7 separate regions of the Mus musculus genome follow, and regions 1, 2, 3, 4, 5 and 7 are each linked to region 6. A link is a contact called in public Hi-C, HiCAR-type, HiChIP or PLAC-seq and promoter capture Hi-C data. All regions are on one chromosome and are shown on one strand. The core of a region is the stretch at or near the end of the contact, and the rest is flanking DNA. Distances in the headings are between cores, read along the strand shown.

Region 1 (2,700 bases), core at 35-2,534, 1.9 Mb before region 6:
ATCTTGTAGCTAAACCAGATAACACTGTGTATATATATCCTCACCCTCCCATCAAAGGGTGTTGGCATTAGTGAGCACGCCTTTCCCTCCCACACTTCTAGGCTTTTATTTATACCAGCCACCCTAACGAGATGATACTTCTGAAAAGTTCCTCTGTCACCTATAAGGACCAAGGCTTGGTCACAGCTCTTCTTCTCGTTGCCATGATAAAAGTGGAAGAGAGACCATGACATGCGGGGTCGCATGGCATGGATTGGACTTACACAGCAGACCCAATGAGTTTCTGGTGCTGTCTGACAGACTCTATACAACTTTCTGCTGTAAATCTCTCCTATGGCCTTTTATAACAGCAGCAGCCAAGATACATAGCCATGAAAGTTTCCATCATAATAAATCCAGTTAATTGAGAAAATTTTTCCATCCGTTCCAAATGAATGAAGATGTGGCTACCTTGAGTATGTGTGCATGATGCATGACCATCTGTTCCAGGCAACAGGCAGAGCACTCGTTCATACCTGGCCTGGCAGTCGTATTTATATACCTAGGGTAAACATTTGGTATTATATTTCCTAAGGATTATATTTTATTTCTTTAGAATCAGAAAATGGCATGGAAAATTCTTGTATTAACATTTTATATTTTCTCCTTAATATTCTACAATTATTTTCCTTTTAAAATACAAGGTTTATGATTTAGCCAAGTCTTTAATTCACTTTTTGGCTAAAAAACAACTATTCTTTGTTACTGTAGTTATTTTTGTCATATCTCTTTGATTTGTGCTTTGAAAGTGCCTGGACCATTGTTGGATTCAATAAATGTGATGTGGGAGCTATCATGTTTGTTCATCTAAACCCACATGCACACCCTTCCTGTAACAATGAGAGATTGTGTGATTGCTGTCTAAGCTGCCGTCGTTATGCCGGCAGAGTCAGGATGTCTGCCTCTTTCTGAGCAGTTTGTTATTCCTACAGGGACTTTTCCTTCTCTTGCTTACAAGATGCTCCCGGGGCAGTTTTCAGCTCTTCTGTGCCCACTGCCTCAGCAGCGATGAACATGCTGTTTACGATCTCTGTAGCTCTGTTCTGAAGCGTAGAACAGGGAACCCTTTATGTATAAAGTTCCTTGTGATTTAAACACTTCGTGCAAAGGCCTGCATCCCGGGTTTGGGCAGACAGCAGCTCAGTTACGCTTCTCCTTTCAATCGGTGGCTTCAGGAGGAAGCACTCGGCTCTCTGAGCTGTGGTTTCCAATTTTAGAATGCTGTGTACTTATTTCACAGGGTTGTGGAGATGCGGTGAGATGAGACACCTAAGTCACTCACAGCATGCTTTAGTGTAGGAAGTGTAGGAAGCCACTATGCTTGTTATATTCAATTCTATGGATGCAGACAACATTATGTTATTGTTAATAGAGGAATACTTAATTGTGCCCTATTAATTTACTGGCCCAACTAGCTGTCTGAAAGAAGCTTGTGTGTCCCCTTTCCACAGCTTTATCTTGCCACAGTCACCTTGGGGGTTTTGCCCAAATGGCCAGACATTACTGAGGAAGCTCTGTTTTTGGAGTACAAGGTTCCATGTGCATTAGCCGGGTTTTTACAATAAAATCTAAGAACACATTGTTTGCTAATTTGCTGTTTACCATATGTATTTGCTTCAATAATTTTCTCTTAAAACATTACTTTTTATCTCTAAACATTTTTGTTTGATTACTTTTAGATTGTCTAGAATACATCACTTAGAATCAATATGTAACATTTATTGACTTAAATTGTATGTATATAATGTTTGTAGGTCAATTACACACTTTTGTATGTTTTATACAAATGTATTTGTATAATTGAGAGACAGATGATGCGTGCTTTTTACTTAAGGTAAAAACTCGATTCCCACATAATGAAGACATAATTGCATTATGTCAGTTGACAGTGGTTTGCGTGTATCTCACGTGATAGTCTAGTAACCAGACGGAGCCGCTCCGTATGAAGGAAGCACATAGAAGGATCACTTTCAACCAACTTCCAGGTTGTAGGGGAGGCTCACCTGAGGAGATGTATCTCAGCACTCGAGTCTGCCTCTGGACAGTAACCCTATCTGGGGTGCTCATTGGTTGTCTGCTAATAGTTAGATGACGTCATCTGACAGACAGTTCCAAGAGGCTGAAACCTTTAGGAAATCACAAGCACAGAGAAAAGACATCCAGTGTAAGGCAGCCAGCTGTTCATTATTTGATACCCTCACTGACACGCCTCTTCAGGAGCGAGTGAGACAGCCTGGCCTCAGCTTCCAGGCTAACTTGGTTCTTACAGGGGAAGGATTTCTTAGCATCATTAAGTCAGATGGTGGAGTTTGGAATTTTGATCCCTCAGGAGTGTAGTAGTTAACACCTCCTCTGATGTTGTCTAGAACTGCTTATGTTGTCGTGGTTCTGTGATTAGCCACAGAAGAATACACAGAGCTTTGGAGTGTCCTAGAGTGCTGTAAATCCATAGAAGTGAGGCTATCAGGAGAGAGTAATTGCCCTTTGTAAAGATAAGTATATTGATATTAGATAAGATAATAATCCACAACCGTACACGTGTGCTTAAAGAGAGAACAAACACGCTATGCCACAGGCCGTTCTTCAGTCAGAGGGGAAACCATTTTATCTCTGATACTGACAGGTCACTGTATGCAATTAAGCAACTCACAAAGATTGGTC
Region 2 (2,700 bases), core at 90-2,589, 1.4 Mb before region 6:
ACACTGCTATGCTACACAGTTCTGATCTTTCACAAAAGCTCGAGCCAAGTCATTCATGGGTTTAATCTCAGCACTGGTCAGGATTACATTCATGGCTCCTGACTGCCCAGCCCAAACAGCCGTGTTGCTGTTTGGAAGGAGATCAAGGTTGCAGACTCCTCTTTTTGTTGATTCTTCAATTTTCTAAGCTGGTGGATTCAGTGAGGGCTGATATCTGCCCTGGGATCAGGCCGCTGGTGGGAGGGAGCAAGCTGGGGGCAGTGCTATTTGTCCCCAAGGAAGGAAATGGAGCCAGATGGCATGGTAAGCTGAGTTGCTGAGCAAAAGATCCATTGTCACCAGACCACAAGTGAAGGTTTTGGCAAGAAATAGCCTGGAAATGGTGAAGCTGCATGGGTCTTTGTGTCTTCACTTTGCTTTGGTGACATGCACACACTCCTTGGGGTTTAGTTGTTGGATAGGTGGCACATTCACCCACACAAGGTTGATGCTTATACCAATTCTGCTTAACTTACCAAGGGATTGCATCCTGATAAGTCAATCATGAACTGAGAAGACAGTGAGAGGAGAAGACATTTATTCCACCTAACCTGTGGGGCATTTGTATGTGACTGAATTGTTGTTCAAATTGACTGGTAGACACTTCTTTGTCTATATTTAATTCTTCAACCTACCCAAATGGTCATAACTAGTTCAGCATTTCTTAAGGTTTTGCTTAGCTGAGGATTCTAGTATACACAGCTGAAGGCCAGAAACTGGGGAGGTGGATTGATAGAAGAGACCAAGGAGAGAATTTGAAGCTCTGTGTGAGATACACAACTCCTTGTATGGTTAATGCTGGATAAAGAAAGAATTAGCGTTTGTTAAACACATACTAAATTTCAGTCATCACACTGTCTGCCTAGGACTTGCTATTTTGTTTATTATCCACAGTAATCTTGTTGGATGTTACAACCCTTTCTTAAACAGAGAGCAAACCAAGACAGAGAGAGGTTATGCGACTTGCTCAAATAAACTCACACAGCCAACTGAGTGCCAGAGCTGAGGTTGGAAGTCCTGTAAGTGTGAGCCCGTGAGTTTTCTCCAGTGTCTCACTACCTCCAACAGCGCTGTGTTAAATGAATAGATCACCTTTGTTTTAAAGCTGGAGAGATAAATAGGATTTGTGCCAAATTCAGCTGATTAGTAGTATGCCTGGAATTCTATGTTGAGAAAGATTCTTATTGGGCAAGATTTCCAGCTGATTAATGATGTCTGCCATGTGTACTGCTGGGGAGGATGGTAGAACACTCTTATTGGCCAAGATTCTCTGGTTGATTAATGATGTCTGCCAGATGCTTTGCTGGGGAGGAAGGGCAGAACAGGGGCTCTTCATTTGCTGGCTCCTCTTCAGGTCCCTAGGAGACACAGGGTTTCTCCAAGCAGAACTGTGCCTGGGTGAACCTTATGCTGAGCAGCGATGTGGACCAGCATCTGACCCCATGGCCATGACTTGGTAGCAGAGTTTTATTCATATTCTGTTGGGAAGAGAGCCATGGAAAAAATGTCTTCAAGTTGCCATGTTAGAAACTAGAAAGTGACCAGCCAGCACATTCAGTGTTCATATTCTCAGCTAACAAGCACACGGCAAGGCACTTTGCTCTTAAATATGCTATTTAGAGAAAAGTTATTTTCTCTTTTCCTTGCTGGTAAAATGAGAAGCCAGGGAAGCCTGAGGGTTCCAGCTTGTGTCTCGACTCTGTGATAGCGTGGTTGCTCATGGCTGAAACATCCCATTTCAAATGCTAACATGTACACGAGCAATTCCAGGGCGGTAGCACTCGGTGTGAATGAAAAACAAGACCACTTTTAGTTTAAAGAAAATCAAAAGCTTCATATGGTCATTGGCAGTAGTAGAAGAGATTAGAACTCATGACGTTAATCAATTTTAACAGTTAGAATATACTTCCTTCCAGATACAAATGTTAAGACATCAATTAAAAACAAGTATGTTTTCAGACTACTCTAAGACTCAGTTTTAGTTTCATTTCCAGTTGTCCTGAAACACAGCAGAGCAGATGTGTCTGTAAGAGTTCAGCTGCTGAGACCAAATGTTGTGTAAAGCCTTAGAGACAAATTCAGTTCCAGTATAGACTGGAGTTTGCTCCACTGAGGATCAGTGTAGGCGCTGACCCTTGTTTTCTCCGCATGCTTCCCACTGTCTGCTGAGCACTTCAATTCAAGGACCAATGGCCTACAACACCTTAGAAATCAAAACTTAAAGAAAAAAAAAAATCAAAACTCAAGGGTTCAGTTGCAAAGCATGCTGGTTTTTTGCTTGCTTCCACTAACACAAGTAAGATTTTTTTCCCCCTTGTTACAGTAAGTTTAGAAGTGAAGGTATTGTGGCAGAAACAATTCTCATACATTATTTGTACATAAACGAACCCCAGAAATCACCCAATCCCATCCACTTCCAAATTTTATCCTTGTCCAATTCACTTCCAGAGGAGTTGTCTCAGATCATTGTTAGATCACGCAAACATTCTGACAATATTGGAAGAACGACTGAGCAGAGCAGCGCTTGATAGATACACGGATAGGTTTCCGTGTTAAATTCTGACCAACTGACCTTCAGAAAATGAAGAGTGTGGGAACTAGTGAAATTTGGTAATCTGCAAAAAGGAACAGAGGGCTGAATTCAACTCCCCAGAAGGTGGT
Region 3 (2,700 bases), core at 80-2,579, 1.8 Mb before region 6:
CCCCACCATGTGGGCTGTTTTAGGGGACTGTGACAATGGGTTAACTATGTGCTAGTTAATGAAAATGCCTGCCACTTAGAAAGAAAAATGTGGGCTTGGAGCTTTAATTAAATTATACATCAATAGTGAGATAAAATAATACATTTTTGAGAAAAATGGATTTTAGAAATGTCTCTTTTCCTTTGAAGTCACTAATAATTAAATAAGTTGACGGAAATGGGAGGTTGTTCAAAAGCATCATGTTGTTTCTTTATAAATGTAATAATTTTTTTTAGTTAAATTCGTGTCACCTTATTGTGTAAATATGCTTAGAGTTTGTGATAAATAATGAATACAGGATGCCATTAAACCAGGTTTTAATGGTGATAGTATGATATAAGTTCCTCCCCTTATTTGATTATAAATGTTTATTTTTTTTGCAAAATTATGTCAAGTAAATAATAAACAGCTTTAGGGAATGGAGTCTTACAAACTAGGTTATGTCCCTTAGATGTAGTGGACATTTTGTTTAGCCTGCCTTTACTCAATAACTAGTCTAATCCAGTAACAGTCAAGTTCAGTAGGAATATTACTGATAATTACAGATTTTATGCTCAGTACCAGAGTGTCAGACACACAAAACTTCTCTGATTACCTTTGACTAGTGTAGACTGGTTAATTTATTTCCCAATGCTACATCGAAGAAAATGAGTGTAAGGGCAGGTGGAAGACATAAACAGACACTAAAAATAGTAGATATTTTGAATATGAAGAGGTCTTGGAAATTAGTTAATTCACTTAAAGGAGGAATAGAGAGATGCCTCGAATATATAATGACCTCTTCCAACCTCTCATAGATGAGATGGGATAAGAGCCAGGGTCACAGTGCAGCTTGGTGTGGTTGACAGATTCCAGGGTTCCATGAACCTGGGTTTCTGTGTCTGCACTGTCCATCTTTGTGGCTGTGGGCAGGTTGTTGAAGCTCTGAGGCCCCATCTCTTCCTCTGTAAGCTAGGGTGCCTTTCCCACGCAGGCGCTGATGATTTCCTGTGACCACCGATCCCTAAGCGCTTAGCAAGTAGGGCTGTCCTCTTTGGCAGGGTAGTGACTTTCCCCTAGACACAGAGCTGCTTTGTAAAAGTCATTCACGGAAACAAACAAACAAAACAAAACAAAACAAAACCGGCAAGGCCCTAACACTGAGCTCCTTTGGCCCTGGGTTTTTTGGCCTTGCTGTTGGCCAGGCACCTGACACTTGGGGGTGCTAGCGTGCAGTTGGTGTTTGCCAGCTTGGGTGAGGCCTCGCCTGGGATCTATGCTGAAGCCGCTCAGCGCTTTGTACCTTTGTCCTAAGGCAGAGCAGTCTCCTCACTGTGCTCTGAGGTGCAGCTGGGACAGCCACAGAGTTCTCTCTCTCTCTCTGTAGATGAAATGTTCCACGGAAAGTTTCCTGGTGAAGCCTCTTTTTGAGAGATTTATGCAGATTATAAAGTCAAAAGACGGGGTCATTCCAGACTTTTCTTTCCAGGCCATGAGGCCAAAACAAAATTTAAGCAGGTATTAGTTAAAAATCGAGAAGTATTTTCTCCACCGGGATACTTGCCAAATCTGTGTTGGCAACGTCCAAGGCGGCTGAGGTGAAGTTTTCCTCTGTGTGGAGAGAGTCCAGCCCGGAGCACAGCCCGGGGCTGGTCTGTTGCACAGGTAGTGTGGAGGGTTCTCCACGGTTTTGTGGAATTTGGGGCCGCGTAGATTACTTTTCACCAAGCAAGCTTCATACTGGTTATTGACTGCAGGTGTTTTGGGGTGTTTGGGGGTGTATTGAGCGAGCGATTGAGACCTGAGTGCTGGTCACTGGATAAAGCAGGTATTAGTCACTTGGCTACTTCCCAGTAAACTGCAAAATGACCTGCTTTAATGCAGTTCAGATTAAAACACAACAAGAAGCAGGTGACCTTGACACTTCCTAAGAGTCAGGTTAGGTGTGTCCAGGGATTTACTGCACTGTTGTGGTAACTGAAGGTAGATTTGTTCAGCTTGCTTAGAAGTGCTGAGAAAAATAAATCTATCGCTAAGTGCATTGTACAAAAGAGGAACTGCTAATGTTTAACGATGCCCCCTCTACCTTACCATAATCAATGTGCACAGCCATTCTTTAACACGTGAACAAATGTTTGGTGTGTGCTTGTAAACTCCAACCCTTTTATTACTGTTAACTGACCCTGGAAATATGTAACTGTCTATGAGACCATTTTCCTCAGCTGTAGCAGGATCTAGGCATACTTAGTGATCGTGGAGAACATCAGGGAATGTTCCAGCAGAGTGCAGCAAAAGCCAGTGGTTGCAAAACAAGCTCGTGCCTTTCCTTAGACTGAAGTGTAAGAACACATGGGAATTTCACATTTAAGAAAAATCGATGGAAACCTCAGAGACCTGGAGCGGGCTCCTTGTGTACAGCTGCTGTCAGGATACTCCCTGCCTGTCCCCTGCCTGTCCCCTGCCTGTCCGAGACTCAAGATGCTCTCTGCTTGCCAGCAGCATAGGAAGAAGGAACGTGGCAATGGTGCCATACAGTGTGGAAGCATCAGCATGGCGTATTTTGACATGGACAGAGAATTCTATATCAGAAAATACAGATAACGAGAAAGACATAGCAATTACCCAAATCTTACCACTAAAGCTATATAATTTCAATTTAGTATATAGACATCCAGATTTGTG
Region 4 (2,700 bases), core at 17-2,516, 1.3 Mb before region 6:
TGCCCTGGTCCCAATCCACTCTGGTAAAGGCTGGGGAAGCCATGGGTTAGTGGGTTAGACTCGGGAAGCCATGGGTTAGTGGGTTAGGCTCATCGAAATATTAGTAAGGTACAAGCTCCTCAAGCCAGAGACTACACAACTCCAAAGGTAGACAGAAGTAAATGAGATCAACAGAACATGGGAAACAGACTAACAGGAGGGGAAAGGCTCTGAAAACACACAACCCAACTTTGCCTTCCACACTGAGCTATGAAGGGCAAGCTGCTGCCAATCAGGTAAAGGAAGGTACTCACCAAGTGCAGGCTGTGTGTGTGTGTGTGTGTGTGTGTGTGTGTGTGTGTGTGTGTGTGTGTGTATTTCAAATAAGACCTTGCTCAGATACCTACCCCCTACATTCCAGGGAATAGTTAAAACACCAGCCCCACTGAGCATTGGAACATTTTAAAGGAAGGGATAGAATTCCCATTTCTTGATCCATTTCAAATGGAGTGGCAGAAAATTCCCCAGCGTTTAGTTCAGAGAGTGCTACCCTGGCAGGCAGGTGTCCAGTTGATTTAATCTGCTTTTCTCTTTGTTTCTTCTCTTGTAAACTCCCCATCATTTTCCATTGACAGCTGAAGGGGTCATTATGTCCCCCCTCCCCCACCTCCCAGGTAGACATGACCTTTCTCTATTAAACTGATCACCCAGGGATAAGAAATTCTGACCCTTAAAATAAAATGTGATGACATTTAAAGTAAAATCCAAGTTCTTTGGGAATTTTCACATTCTTGGGGAGGGATAATTGTGTTAAGAAGTTAGACCTGAGTTGAATTTGTTGTTTGGCACCCTGACAGGCTCTTCCCCCTTTCCCTGTAGCATTATTTGGCAGCCCAGATGTGGAAGCACAGGCACCATCCCTTTAGAAGGTTTCAGAAGCTGTCCTACTTTTCTCGTTGAAGATCACAGTGTTGATAGTCGATTCAGTTGGCATATGAGTCACCTTAGATGCAGCCTTCCTAAAATTCAACACCCCAAATCTTGGGTGCTCACATTTCAGTTGATTGGTCTTTAGAATCTGGGAAATGTGTCAAAAGGTTTCAGTGAGCCAAAATGCTTGCTTTTGTTTTGATTTTCTGCAAACTGCCTGAGAATGGCTAAAGTTTGGAGCCATTGATGGTCTCTTTTCCTGGTGTGTTACCGAGTCTGATTTGTTGGTAACTCTGAGCTGTCTAGACATAGGTATCTGTCTGGATTGCAGCCAAGGTCATGCTGGGCAAGTCGGCCAAGTTGGAATGAATGAACACTCCCTTACTCCAAACTCTGAGATCCCAGCTGAGCAGCTAAGTAAACAGGGAAGCTCTGGTCCATGCCCTTCCACGTTTCTCTACCCAGAACTTTCTGCTCTGTCTCATTGGCCAGAATGTGCTACTAGTGTGCCTGCTTCAGTAGCAACAGCTCTCTCTCTAGTCCCCTGTTTGTTGGCTGTCATCTGCCTTTAAATCTGTAAACAGATTTCCATTTGAACTTGCTCTTACATGTTTCATTTAGATTTTATGCGTGATATTTTTGCACCTGCTTCTGGGGGTCCATCACTCTGAAAAACACATCTAGGGATGAGTCCTGTGATCCTAGAACTCTCTGTCTTGTGTTCCATTATCTGTGTCACCAGTCTCAGGCAAGCTTCTGATCTTTCTGAAACTCAAGCAGCACATTTTGAGAATAGATTGGTGGGTGGTGGAGGGGGGTCCAGAACCTCTGCACATTGGTAGAATTGTAAAGAGGATGGTATCGGACTCTTGTCTAAAGCAAGGTCTCTAGCTGTGTGTATTTTAGGCAGCAATGAAGGACTGCATGAATTGGAGTCACTATTTGGCAGACTGAGGCAAGGAGATCTAGCTTGGATGCTAGCTTGGGCTACAAATTGAGAGCAAGTTTAAAAAAAAAAATAAGACAAAGTTTGCTTGGGGAGGATCTGAAAAAGCTATAAAGCAACAATGGATTATGTGTTCTTCCCTCACCTCATCCTGTGTTTTACACACACACACACACACACACACACACACACACACACACACACACACACGAGAGAGAGAGAGAGAGAGAGAGAGAGAGAGAGAGAGAGGGAGGGAGAGAGGGAGAGGGAGAGAGGGAGAGAGAGAGGGGAGAGAGAGGGGGGAGAGGGAGAGAGGGAGAGAGAGTAGAGAGAGAGGAAAGAGAGAGAGGAGGGAGAAAGGGGGAGGGAGAGAGAGGGAGGGAGAGAGGGAGAGAAGGAGAGGGAGAGGGAGAGAGGGAGAGGGAGGGAGAGAGGGAAAGAGGGAGAAGGAGCGAGAGGGAGAGACAGGAGAGAGAGAGAGAGAGAGAGGAAAGAGAAAGAGAGTGGGAGGGAGAGAGAGGGAGGGAGAGAGGGAGAGAAGGAGAGGGAGAGAGGGAGAGGGAGAGGGAGAGGGAGAGAGGGAGAGGGAGAGGAGAGAGAGAGAGGTTGTTTCTGGTATTAAAGTAAACAAAACTCTTGGGAACAGCATTTAACAGGATACTTTGATGGATGTTGACTTGATTTGCTACAACCAGCTCCTGAGTTTTCAGCTTCTGCAGTGTGAGAACAGCTGTTGTTGGATTACACAGACCATATTGTGGAAGATAATCAAATACAGGCCCTTTAAATATGCATCTATTCTGTCTATTCTGCTCTTCAGAATTCTAATACTGATGCCAAAAGCC
Region 5 (2,700 bases), core at 149-2,648, 1.3 Mb before region 6:
CATACAACATGGTGGTCAGGAAGGACAGGGAGAGAAGGAAGGGGCTGGAGTAATGGAAGAGGGAAAGGGAATGGTGGAAGGAACAGAGGCATGGGATGAGATATGATCCCAAGAACATGCCCTAAAATATCTTTCCTTTCAGCGAGACCACACCATCAGCATGAATCTACAAAAGGGCTAAGTGTTGCTTGGGCCAGAGACTATACTCGAATCATCCTTTTAGAATTTGATCCACCAGTGCTAGGCCAAGTTTTAATACATGGTACTTTATACACAGACACTTCAAATCCAAATCATAGCAGCTATGATCTGAACACCTAATGGAATATTCTTTAGGACATCTGTTTTCTGGGCAGTACATTATTATTATTAATATTTTATTTATATATTTATATAAAGATAATTCAAGAGACTGAAAGTGGTGACACTCTCTCACAGGTTCATAACAAAATCCAAGACAACAAGAAGAAAGGCTCTAGAAAGTGGGCCAAGAAAGACAGTCACCAAGGAAACCAATCTTGAAGCTAGGGCAAATAGAAGGAGCCCAAAGGCCATGTTAGTGACAAGGTCTATAAGCTAGCCTTGGATGGTGAAGCTCCTTATGAGCAAAGCTACATGGAGGCTCCCTGCTCCAAGGTCATTGCCACCGCTGTTGTCTCTGAGAAATTGAAGACTCATAGTCCCTCATCTTGTAAAGAAAGCACCAAATTGACTCTTAGGTACAGCACTCAAGAAATTTACCCCAGGAGCACAGAGGGGGAAATACGTGTGAATGTGTATGTATATGGGGCAATGTTTGGTAAGGACATCTGAACAGTTCCCATTCGCTATACATTTGGAAAACTAGAAATTTACTAAGTTTAGGTAGAGGATGGGGAACTCGCAGGCTCAAGATCAGTTCAGGGTTTGTGTTACCTGTAAAACACCTGTCACCTCCACAAGGCGGAGCTCAGTCTCTGCTAAGGGATTAAAAGGACATGGGAACTGGGGTCTGCTGGGTTGGCCAGCCTGGCCAAACTGAACTGTGGGCAAGCTTGTGGTTCTTCCTGTAGCCTCTCTGTTTCCCAGTGAAGCTCTTGTCTTTATCTGCTCTCTTCTGATTGAATTTCTTCCTATGCTCTTCCACTCATCAGCTACAAGGATGTAGCCAGCATTGCATTTAATACAACACATTAGTCTTTCTATGTTTAAATCTATGTTTCTATGTTTAATTACAAGAGAAAAGATTGCTCTTTCAAAGATATTGGGAGCCTCCAGGAGTATTGAAGACATAGAAGGGAAATTTCTTGAGGAGTTTTTACCAAGAGAAACATTATTTGAAAGTGCTTAAGCTAACAAAACTGAGTTTAGGACATCTGCTCTTGGCCTATTCTCATTAACCACCATGTCCCTGGAGACTGGTTTTCCTCCTAATATGGTGAAATATGCCAAAAGCAAGTAAATTCTCCTGTGGGTTTAAAGGATTTAACTGAGTCACATGGAAAGTTACCAGATTTTCCAAATGATTTATGTGGTAGAGGCATGGTTCTATTTGGATGAACTTCTTGCTGTCTCACAGAAAGAAAGTAAAACATTCAATACATACTCATCAAGTTGTTCCAGGGGCCTTGCCTTGACGAAGACACACTTTAAAAAAAAGTTAGTTTAGAAATGTTTAAAGAACAAAAAAAGTCATGTTTTTATAGGAAGAGTTATCACATTGCCAATTTTCTTTTTGTTTGGAACTATAAATAAAGTTCCTTTCTTGTTAGTGAGTCATTTAATTGCTCATAAATAAGAAAAAGGTGTGTATGTGTGGTCTTAATCTAAGTGTTAACACATTGGGTAGAAATGTGATGTCCCCTAAATTTACAGCGGACACTTTAAACAGATGAGATAAGTTTCAAGGTCTGGATACCACATGGGGATGCTGGGATGCAGGCGCATTCCCTTGTTCTTCCAGATAGCTAAAGAATCTCTTAAAAGCTGGTGTGTAGATCCACTTACAGTGGTATCATTCCATTATTCAAAACATATAAATTAAAAGAACTGAATTCTCTTGGGCTCTGTTCACATTCTAGTAACCCTTTAAAAAGTCTGCAGAAAACACACTTGTCATGCAACACTTCCTTACTGTTCAGTGCAGACATCCAGAAAACGTCTGGGATTTTTCAGTGACTGCAGCATAATCTATAGTGAGAGAATTATAAGAGTAATCTAGAACTGAAGCCTTGCTTCTTTTCTTAAAATGAAACCGAGCAATTTATTTGACCTTAGAGTATGTTTATTAAAATACTTTAAAATAAACATCTCCTACTTGGATTTACACCAGGTTGTAAAAGATGTTCTTAAAATAAAGATCTGTTAACTTAATTAAAAGATATAAGGAAATACATCTTTATGAAAGAGGAGAAGCATGTGACAACTTTTTCTACACCAATACAAAAAGGCATCTTTAACCAGAGAAGTTAAATTATCAAAGAATGTTTCATTATAATAAAGAAAACAAAGGCTTGCTTTCTAAAAGAATGGAATCAGAGGGTCACAAGGACAGTCCATTGGTCCTCCTACTGTCTGCATCCTGTGTTTTGGGTTATGTGAGAACGCTGTGGGATACCCCTGGACCTGCCTCTACTCTGGGCTTGGCCTTATGCAGTGAAAGTCAACAACCATTCAGAAAGTCCCACTGAGAACACAGAGAAAATGAGCCAGATTCCAGAC
Region 6 (2,700 bases), core at 125-2,624:
GTGAGACTTAAACCAAAATCAAGCACTCTGCACCAGTGCTGAGTGCCTTCAACCTCAGCCACTGTACCACGCTGCCTCCCCAAGGTGGATTTAACCTGTACACTTGCCATGTTCTCAAGCTAGCTGCTGAAGGAGGGAATGATGAAAATAATGAATTTGCCAAATCTTGACCCAAGTATTTAAAAAAAAAAAATCCTAGTAACGATGCCAGCCTTCTTGAACCCACAAACACACAGCCATGACTGGCTTTCAATAACTATACAGCTGCAGAAGAGGCTGGCCCCACAGGAAGGCTGATTTTGCTGTATTGTCTGTCTAAACCCCAAACTTCAAGCACCCCAAACTCTTAGAGGTCATTAAGCAACAGGGAAAAGATAGTAAGAAAATATCACTACATAATTCAACAACTAAATCCCATCGTGGCAAAAATATCACAGAATCCTTATGAAGGGCTTGTTAAAATTAGGCCTATTAATCCAACTTCTATAAACTTGCCTTATCCGACAAAGTCACAGAAAACGAACCCAGAAGATAGTCCACACGTAAATGCCTCAACTTTATTTCTTCTAGGCACAAGTTACATCCCATCCATTTGGTGCATGGAAGAAGGTAAAGAGATGCCAGCAGGCAAGGTTAAAGCTTGGGCATCCAAAACACGACGCAGCCTGAAAAGTGACAGAACCACGAAGTGCCACCCTCAGTGTTTGCGGCCAAGAAGGGAAAAAGCACGCTAAAATTTAATTATAAGTTTGGCAACTTTCTAAGTCAGGAAACCTGGGTATTTCGAGCTCCAGGAATCGCTCGCATCACCAAGCAAACCATCCTCCGAAGTAGCGGCTGGGCCAGGGGTAAAGAGTGGACTGTGGATGCAGGCAGAATCCAGTCTCCTCGGCGCGGACCAGCCCGCCCGCGGCCAGCCGAGCAGCTGTTGATCTCGGGGCCATGTTTTTAAAAGCCCGGGCGGACCGCGGGGCAGAGGATGTGTGGAGCTGAGCCCCGGAAGGAGCGGGGAGGAGTAGGGAGGAGGCAGGAGCGTCCCGGGAAAAGTCAGAGAGGGCTGCTAACTGGCTCACCTAGCAGCAGCGTGCTCCAGGTCCGGCCGCGCCCGCGCCGCAGGCCCAGCGCCCAGTGCAGCCCGGCCGCCAGGCGGCCCGCGAGGCCGTCCGGGGCGGGCGCGGCGGTCCCTGCGCGGGGTCCCTTCCTGCCCGCCGCGCCCCTGCGCCCCGGCGACGGCGGCGTGCGCTCCGACCCCAGCTCCCCGGCGTCCACCTCGGATGCCCCGCTCAGTGGCGGCGGCGACGAGCGGGCCGACCGGGGCGGCCTGGGAGCCGCGTCCCGGTGCTTGCTCCGCGCCTGCAGGACCATCTTGGCATAGTCGCGCCCGCTAGCTGCGCGCGCCCGGACGGCGGCCGGGATCCGCGGACTGGCGGTCGCTCACTCTGGCCGGCGAGGGCGGGCCGGGAGGCGGGGACAGCGCGGGCCGTGTGGCCGCTGCCTACCGCGTGGCGGCCGAGAGGCGGCGCCGGACTCCCGCGCCTCCGCCGTTGCCGCTCTCGGGTTGCCAGGGCGACAACGGAACGCCGCGGGGCGGAGGCGGGGACAAACTGCGAGCGGCGCGGCCCCGCCCCTCCGGCGCGCGCGCCCGGGCGCGCTCCAGCGGCCAAGCGCGCACGCGCGGGCTACCAGCGGGGCGGGACCGGCGGCCAGGGGAGTAGCGTGGACGACCTCCCGGAAGCGGCAGTGCGCCCTCGGGAACCGGGGATCTGGCTGTGAGGCGGCGTGGCGCGGGGCGGGAACCTAGTGGCCACGGAACGGCGCCGTGGGTACACTCCGGGGTTTCTGTGCATTAGGCTTGTGCAAGAAACTAACGGGGTAAAAGTGTGACCTCGCCACTCAGAACAGCCAGGTTTCTGGTTCAAGGATGAGAAGCAGGGAGTGGACCGAGTATTCAAATAAGTGTCCGGTAGGTCGGAGCGAGGATGTAATCTGAAGGCCTGGGTAGGAACCCAAACTCAAGTCATAAATGAAAAGGGCCTGTCAGGGAAGGTTATCCACGTGTTACTTTTACCTCATGTATACTGAAAGTATGGAAACCGGCTAAAAGATGTGACACTTGAAAACGAATTTTCTCATAGCAGGATGTAGGAGTTAATGAAGAAGCCCAGGGAAAGAAAAAAGAAAAAAAAAAAAAAAGAATATGTTCCAAGTTAACCTTCCTTGCCTCCAGCCCATTGCTATTTGCACAAAGCCTTGGAGAATTGCAGCAGCGAGACTTATTTCTTGGCTCCTGTCCAAATGAGCTTGTTCCAAAAAGTCTGGATGCTGGAAATCAAGGCACATCGTTTCACTTTTCTCCACAGTAATTACAGGGGTTTCAGGAGGCTCTGGCTTCTATTGCTCACGACTTTATTAATATGAGCATTCATTAACTCAGGCACAAAGAATGGATTTTGTTAAAGGACTCACCGCTATATTACACTTTGTAAGTTTCCTGAGTTTGATTATTAAGTTATGTATTGAAAACAAGGAACAACTGTTTAAGACACCTCTATTTAAAAAAATGATTGACAGTGTCATACAGGGGCTTATATTGTGAAATAAGGTATCAGGTTGATAGAGTGTTATTTCTAGGGTTGATACTAAATTTATAACCTACCAGATTAAAAGAAATTTACTTCAGTGTCTGCCAAAGACAATAAC
Region 7 (2,700 bases), core at 167-2,666, 1.5 Mb before region 6:
GGTCATCTATTCCCACGTGACCGTGGATAAGCTCCTCAAGGGCAGAGCAGGGCCTTGTCGTCTGATGCCAGCTCCTGTCAGTCATGAGGACTGAGCCTTGGGTCTCACTCCAGTGGTTTCTTCTTTTTGGGGGTGAGATGGCATGGCCCCCACATTCCAAAGCCTTGCCCGGCTTTGCCTTCTGTCTGACACACACAAAGCACCGAGGACATCTGCAGCATAGCTCTGCTTTGTTGTGTCTGTTTCTTGCTGGGTTTACCTGATACACTGCTTTCCAGAACAATTTTCATTCTAGAAGATACTCCCTCAGGGCTGAGCGTGGGGGAGGACTAAACCACAGAGACGGGCACAGTGTTGTTGTAGTGTTTCTGCTGGGTCAAGTGGATCTGAAACTTGGGATAAAGAATGGGTCTCATCTTTAAAAATCCATTTCAGACCAACAGGCAATTGACCTCATCCCAAATGGCCAGTGTACTTTTTCCTGAGAAGGGTGTGACAAGCCATCTGTCCTTCAGAGGAAACCTTCAGTCACCGGGAATGCATGTGAGATGGGAGGCACTGCTCTTCTGAATTTGTAGTTAAATTTCCTTCAAGGCCAGTGAGGTTGTTTATTGCATTCAGGCACCAGCTGAGAATCCTGGTGATCTGAATTCAGTTCTGACGATCCACAGGGAAGGAGAGAACTGACTCTTGTGAGTTGTCCTCTTGTGCACAGCCACACCTAAACACACACACACACACACACACATGCACACACATATGCACATGCACACACACACACACACACACACACACACACACACACACATGCACACACATATGCACATGCACATACACACACTCACACACACACACACACACACACACACACACACACACACACACACACACAATCCCCTGGTGTAGGTTTTCTTTAGTAACACCTCTGTCCTGTACCAGTAGGTGGAAATCAGCCACCATGCAGGGTGAACTCCCTGATGTGGCTCTTGCCACAACAGACACAGGTTTGGGAGGGGAGCTGAGCCCATTTGTCAGTAAATGTAAGTTTCACCTTTGAACTCCGAAATAATTGTTTGGTTTTCCTTCTTAAGTACTAAGATTGATTTCTCAGTAGCAATTAGCCACATCTATACAGGAATAATAGAATAAATAACTGGAGAGGAAAGTTTGGGCCAAGTGTTTGTGTTTCCCCTTGAGTCCTTACAATGTTGGGGAAGGCTGCGTGGGTTTACTGTGTAGAGAGCAAGTGAGTTTGTCTCAAATGAACAAATGCTAATGTCAGAGCCTGAGGAAACTGGCTCTCCAGACCCAGTTTCCTCACATAAAAACCGAGAGCAGTTCTGATCTCTGCCTTAGGGGATCATTAGGAGGCTGTTGTGAAATGTTTTGAAGATGCTGTGTAAATACAACACTGCAGAGCCTTCCTATGGCCCTGCTGCAGTTCTGACCCTGGGAAAAGCACTGAGGGTTCTTATACAGGCCTGCCATTGGTCTTTCTCCTCCCAGCTACTCCATTTCCCAACACCATCTCGGCTTTTCTCACTTCTGCCTTGGGCTTCCAGACACATCATCAGGCCGCAGGAAGACCCTGCCTCCAGCCATCCTTGCCAGCACTTTTCTTTCTCCAACCAGCCCTGGATGCTCGGCCTGTCCCTCCATATAAAGCCGTTTATTATGATCTAGGAAGAAGCTGAACTCTGGTCCTTTACCCAACATAAAATCTGTCTCTCTGTGTCAAAAGAGAAGGAGGAGGAGGAGGAGGAAAAAGGAATTAGACGCCAGGGAGACACTAAATACAGTTTTCCTTTGACTGCTGGAGGAGATAAGTCCCTAAAAAAAGACAGGAATTGTTTGCTTATAAGTTGAGTGCTGCAGGTTTATCACCTAGTGTCATAGATTATGTTGAACACAGTCATCAGAAGGAAGAGCGGGAGGCTACAATAACAGACGATAGGGACTATTCCGACTCCACAGTCAACCCCCACCCCCCTCCCGACTCACTCACCCTGGGTGGAAAGCGTTTGTGTTACAAAACAATGTCAGGTCCTGCCCTGAAGATCTAATGTGTCTCACAGGCAGCGAGACAGATTGGGATGTTCCTTGGCTGGGCCTGATGTCACCCGAGAAGCTGGGTGAGATGGTGGGGACACTCTGGGATTTCCTCCCCCAGAGTGTGGTGGGGGCTCAGAGCCAGAATCCAGAGACAACAGAGAAGGCTGTAAACGCCTGGTGCAGAATAATATTTAGGCAGGATGTTCCTTGAACCATGGGAGCCGTGAAGTTTCCTGGGCCTAGAAGCTGCAGGTGATTAATTTCTTCAGTCCCAGTGGCGCCCAGTGTCTCCAAGAACACCCGGGTGGCCTCTAGATGAGGTCACTATTCAGAATTTAAGTCACATCAGTGCAGCTCAGGGAACTTACAACAACTTCCACCGACCCAAATTCTTTCTGGTTGGTTGGTGCTGCGCATGCGGTAGGGTGGTCTGAAAGATGAGGTTCCTTTACCAGAGAGTCTAGTCGGGTGCAGGGAAAGCTGTGAGCTGCCCAGGACCTGTGTTGGCTCCAGGGAGATCTGCAGTGACGTTAGTGTTCTGCTGGGCACGTAAATCAACTCCGAGAGCCGCCCCCTCCCGTATCTTGGCAGCGTGTTTGCTTTCTGATAAATCACCCTCATGACCAAATGGATTTGGCCCAGATTAAA

Evidence for each region. Promoter capture Hi-C pulls out the DNA fragments that hold promoters and counts their contacts. A called contact is a pair of places that touch in the nucleus more often than the background predicts. HiCAR-type assays count read pairs that join an accessible place to other places. HiChIP or PLAC-seq counts read pairs in DNA pulled down with a chosen protein or histone mark.
Region 1: a contact with region 6 is called in an H3K27ac HiChIP or PLAC-seq map of microglia, with 36 times the contacts expected there. The contact joins the enhancer-like site here to the promoter of Dpy19l1 in region 6. A contact is called at or near these places in 4 of 39 promoter capture datasets (the 3T3-L1 cell line, cranial neural crest, hippocampal neurons and 1 more) and 2 of 115 datasets of contacts at active chromatin or transcription factors (embryonic limb bud and microglia).
Region 2: a contact with region 6 is called in a promoter capture Hi-C map of 3T3-L1-derived adipocytes, with 6 times the contacts expected there. The contact joins the enhancer-like site here to the promoter of Dpy19l1 in region 6. A contact is called at or near these places in 5 of 39 promoter capture datasets (the 3T3-L1 cell line, 3T3-L1-derived adipocytes, pre-B cells and 1 more), 1 of 484 Hi-C or Micro-C datasets (pre-B cells) and 2 of 115 datasets of contacts at active chromatin or transcription factors (astrocytes and embryonic forebrain).
Region 3: a HiCAR-type map of astrocytes shows a contact between it and region 6, with 7 times the contacts expected there. The contact joins the enhancer-like site here to the promoter of Dpy19l1 in region 6. A contact is called at or near these places in 3 of 39 promoter capture datasets (the 3T3-L1 cell line and hippocampal neurons), 4 of 484 Hi-C or Micro-C datasets (the N1E-115 cell line, stem cell-derived neural stem cells, uterus and 1 more) and 6 of 115 datasets of contacts at active chromatin or transcription factors (astrocytes, embryonic forebrain, embryonic limb bud and 3 more).
Region 4: a promoter capture Hi-C map of hippocampal neurons shows a contact between it and region 6, with 3 times the contacts expected there. The contact joins the enhancer-like site here to the promoter of Dpy19l1 in region 6. A contact is called at or near these places in 2 of 39 promoter capture datasets (the 3T3-L1 cell line and hippocampal neurons) and 2 of 115 datasets of contacts at active chromatin or transcription factors (the NIH/3T3 cell line and stem cell-derived neural progenitor cells).
Region 5: a contact with region 6 is called in an H3K27ac HiChIP or PLAC-seq map of the NIH/3T3 cell line, with 11 times the contacts expected there. The contact joins the enhancer-like site here to the promoter of Dpy19l1 in region 6. A contact is called at or near these places in 3 of 39 promoter capture datasets (the 3T3-L1 cell line and hippocampal neurons) and 2 of 115 datasets of contacts at active chromatin or transcription factors (the NIH/3T3 cell line and large pre-B cells).
Region 7: a Hi-C map of muscle stem cells shows a contact between it and region 6, with 2.7 times the contacts expected there. The contact joins the enhancer-like site here to the promoter of Dpy19l1 in region 6. A contact is called at or near these places in 1 of 39 promoter capture datasets (hippocampal neurons), 2 of 484 Hi-C or Micro-C datasets (cerebral cortex and muscle stem cells), 3 of 115 datasets of contacts at active chromatin or transcription factors (astrocytes, forebrain and stem cell-derived neural progenitor cells) and 1 of 9 other capture datasets (embryonic stem cells).

Annotation. Positions count from the first base shown.
Region 1 is chr9:22,640,012-22,642,711 of GRCm38.p6, forward strand. All of the region lies in intron 12 of Bbs9 (Bardet-Biedl syndrome 9 (human)), which reads left to right. Among named protein-coding and RNA genes, the nearest start is that of Gm39309, 160 kb to the right of the region's middle. Within about 2 kb of position 1,285, at least 79 of the 459 cell types and tissues checked have an H3K27ac peak or open chromatin away from gene starts, as enhancers often do. A contact at or near this core is called in microglia, where this site is marked.
Region 2 is chr9:23,062,947-23,065,646 of GRCm38.p6, forward strand. The region is part of intron 7 of Gm36743 (a long non-coding RNA gene); the gene reads left to right. Among named protein-coding and RNA genes, the nearest start is that of Gm36743, 68 kb to the left of the region's middle. Within about 2 kb of position 1,340, at least 19 of the 459 cell types and tissues checked have an H3K27ac peak or open chromatin away from gene starts, as enhancers often do. A contact at or near this core is called in 3T3-L1-derived adipocytes, where this site is marked.
Region 3 is chr9:22,707,897-22,710,596 of GRCm38.p6, forward strand. The region is part of intron 19 of Bbs9 (Bardet-Biedl syndrome 9 (human)); the gene reads left to right. Among named protein-coding and RNA genes, the nearest start is that of Gm39309, 96 kb to the right of the region's middle. Within about 2 kb of position 1,330, at least 60 of the 459 cell types and tissues checked have an H3K27ac peak or open chromatin away from gene starts, as enhancers often do. A contact at or near this core is called in the N1E-115 cell line, astrocytes, embryonic limb bud and 2 more, where this site is marked.
Region 4 is chr9:23,156,130-23,158,829 of GRCm38.p6, forward strand. No RefSeq gene overlaps it. Among named protein-coding and RNA genes, the nearest start is that of Bmper, 66 kb to the right of the region's middle. Within about 2 kb of position 1,267, at least 18 of the 459 cell types and tissues checked have an H3K27ac peak or open chromatin away from gene starts, as enhancers often do.
Region 5 is chr9:23,189,698-23,192,397 of GRCm38.p6, forward strand. No RefSeq gene overlaps it. Among named protein-coding and RNA genes, the nearest start is that of Bmper, 32 kb to the right of the region's middle. Within about 2 kb of position 1,399, at least 21 of the 459 cell types and tissues checked have an H3K27ac peak or open chromatin away from gene starts, as enhancers often do. A contact at or near this core is called in the NIH/3T3 cell line, where this site is marked.
Region 6 is chr9:24,501,766-24,504,465 of GRCm38.p6, forward strand. It overlaps Dpy19l1 (dpy-19-like 1 (C. elegans)), which reads right to left and starts at 1,375. Exons shown (of 23, transcript NM_001359948.1): 1 at 1,074-1,375. The coding sequence starts at 1,365. LOC115487153 (a long non-coding RNA gene) reads right to left here and starts at 768. Exons shown (of 2, transcript XR_003948106.1): 1 at 1-768.
Region 7 is chr9:23,039,750-23,042,449 of GRCm38.p6, forward strand. All of the region lies in intron 5 of Gm36743 (a long non-coding RNA gene), which reads left to right. Among named protein-coding and RNA genes, the nearest start is that of Gm36743, 45 kb to the left of the region's middle. Within about 2 kb of position 1,417, at least 20 of the 459 cell types and tissues checked have an H3K27ac peak or open chromatin away from gene starts, as enhancers often do. A contact at or near this core is called in muscle stem cells, where this site is marked.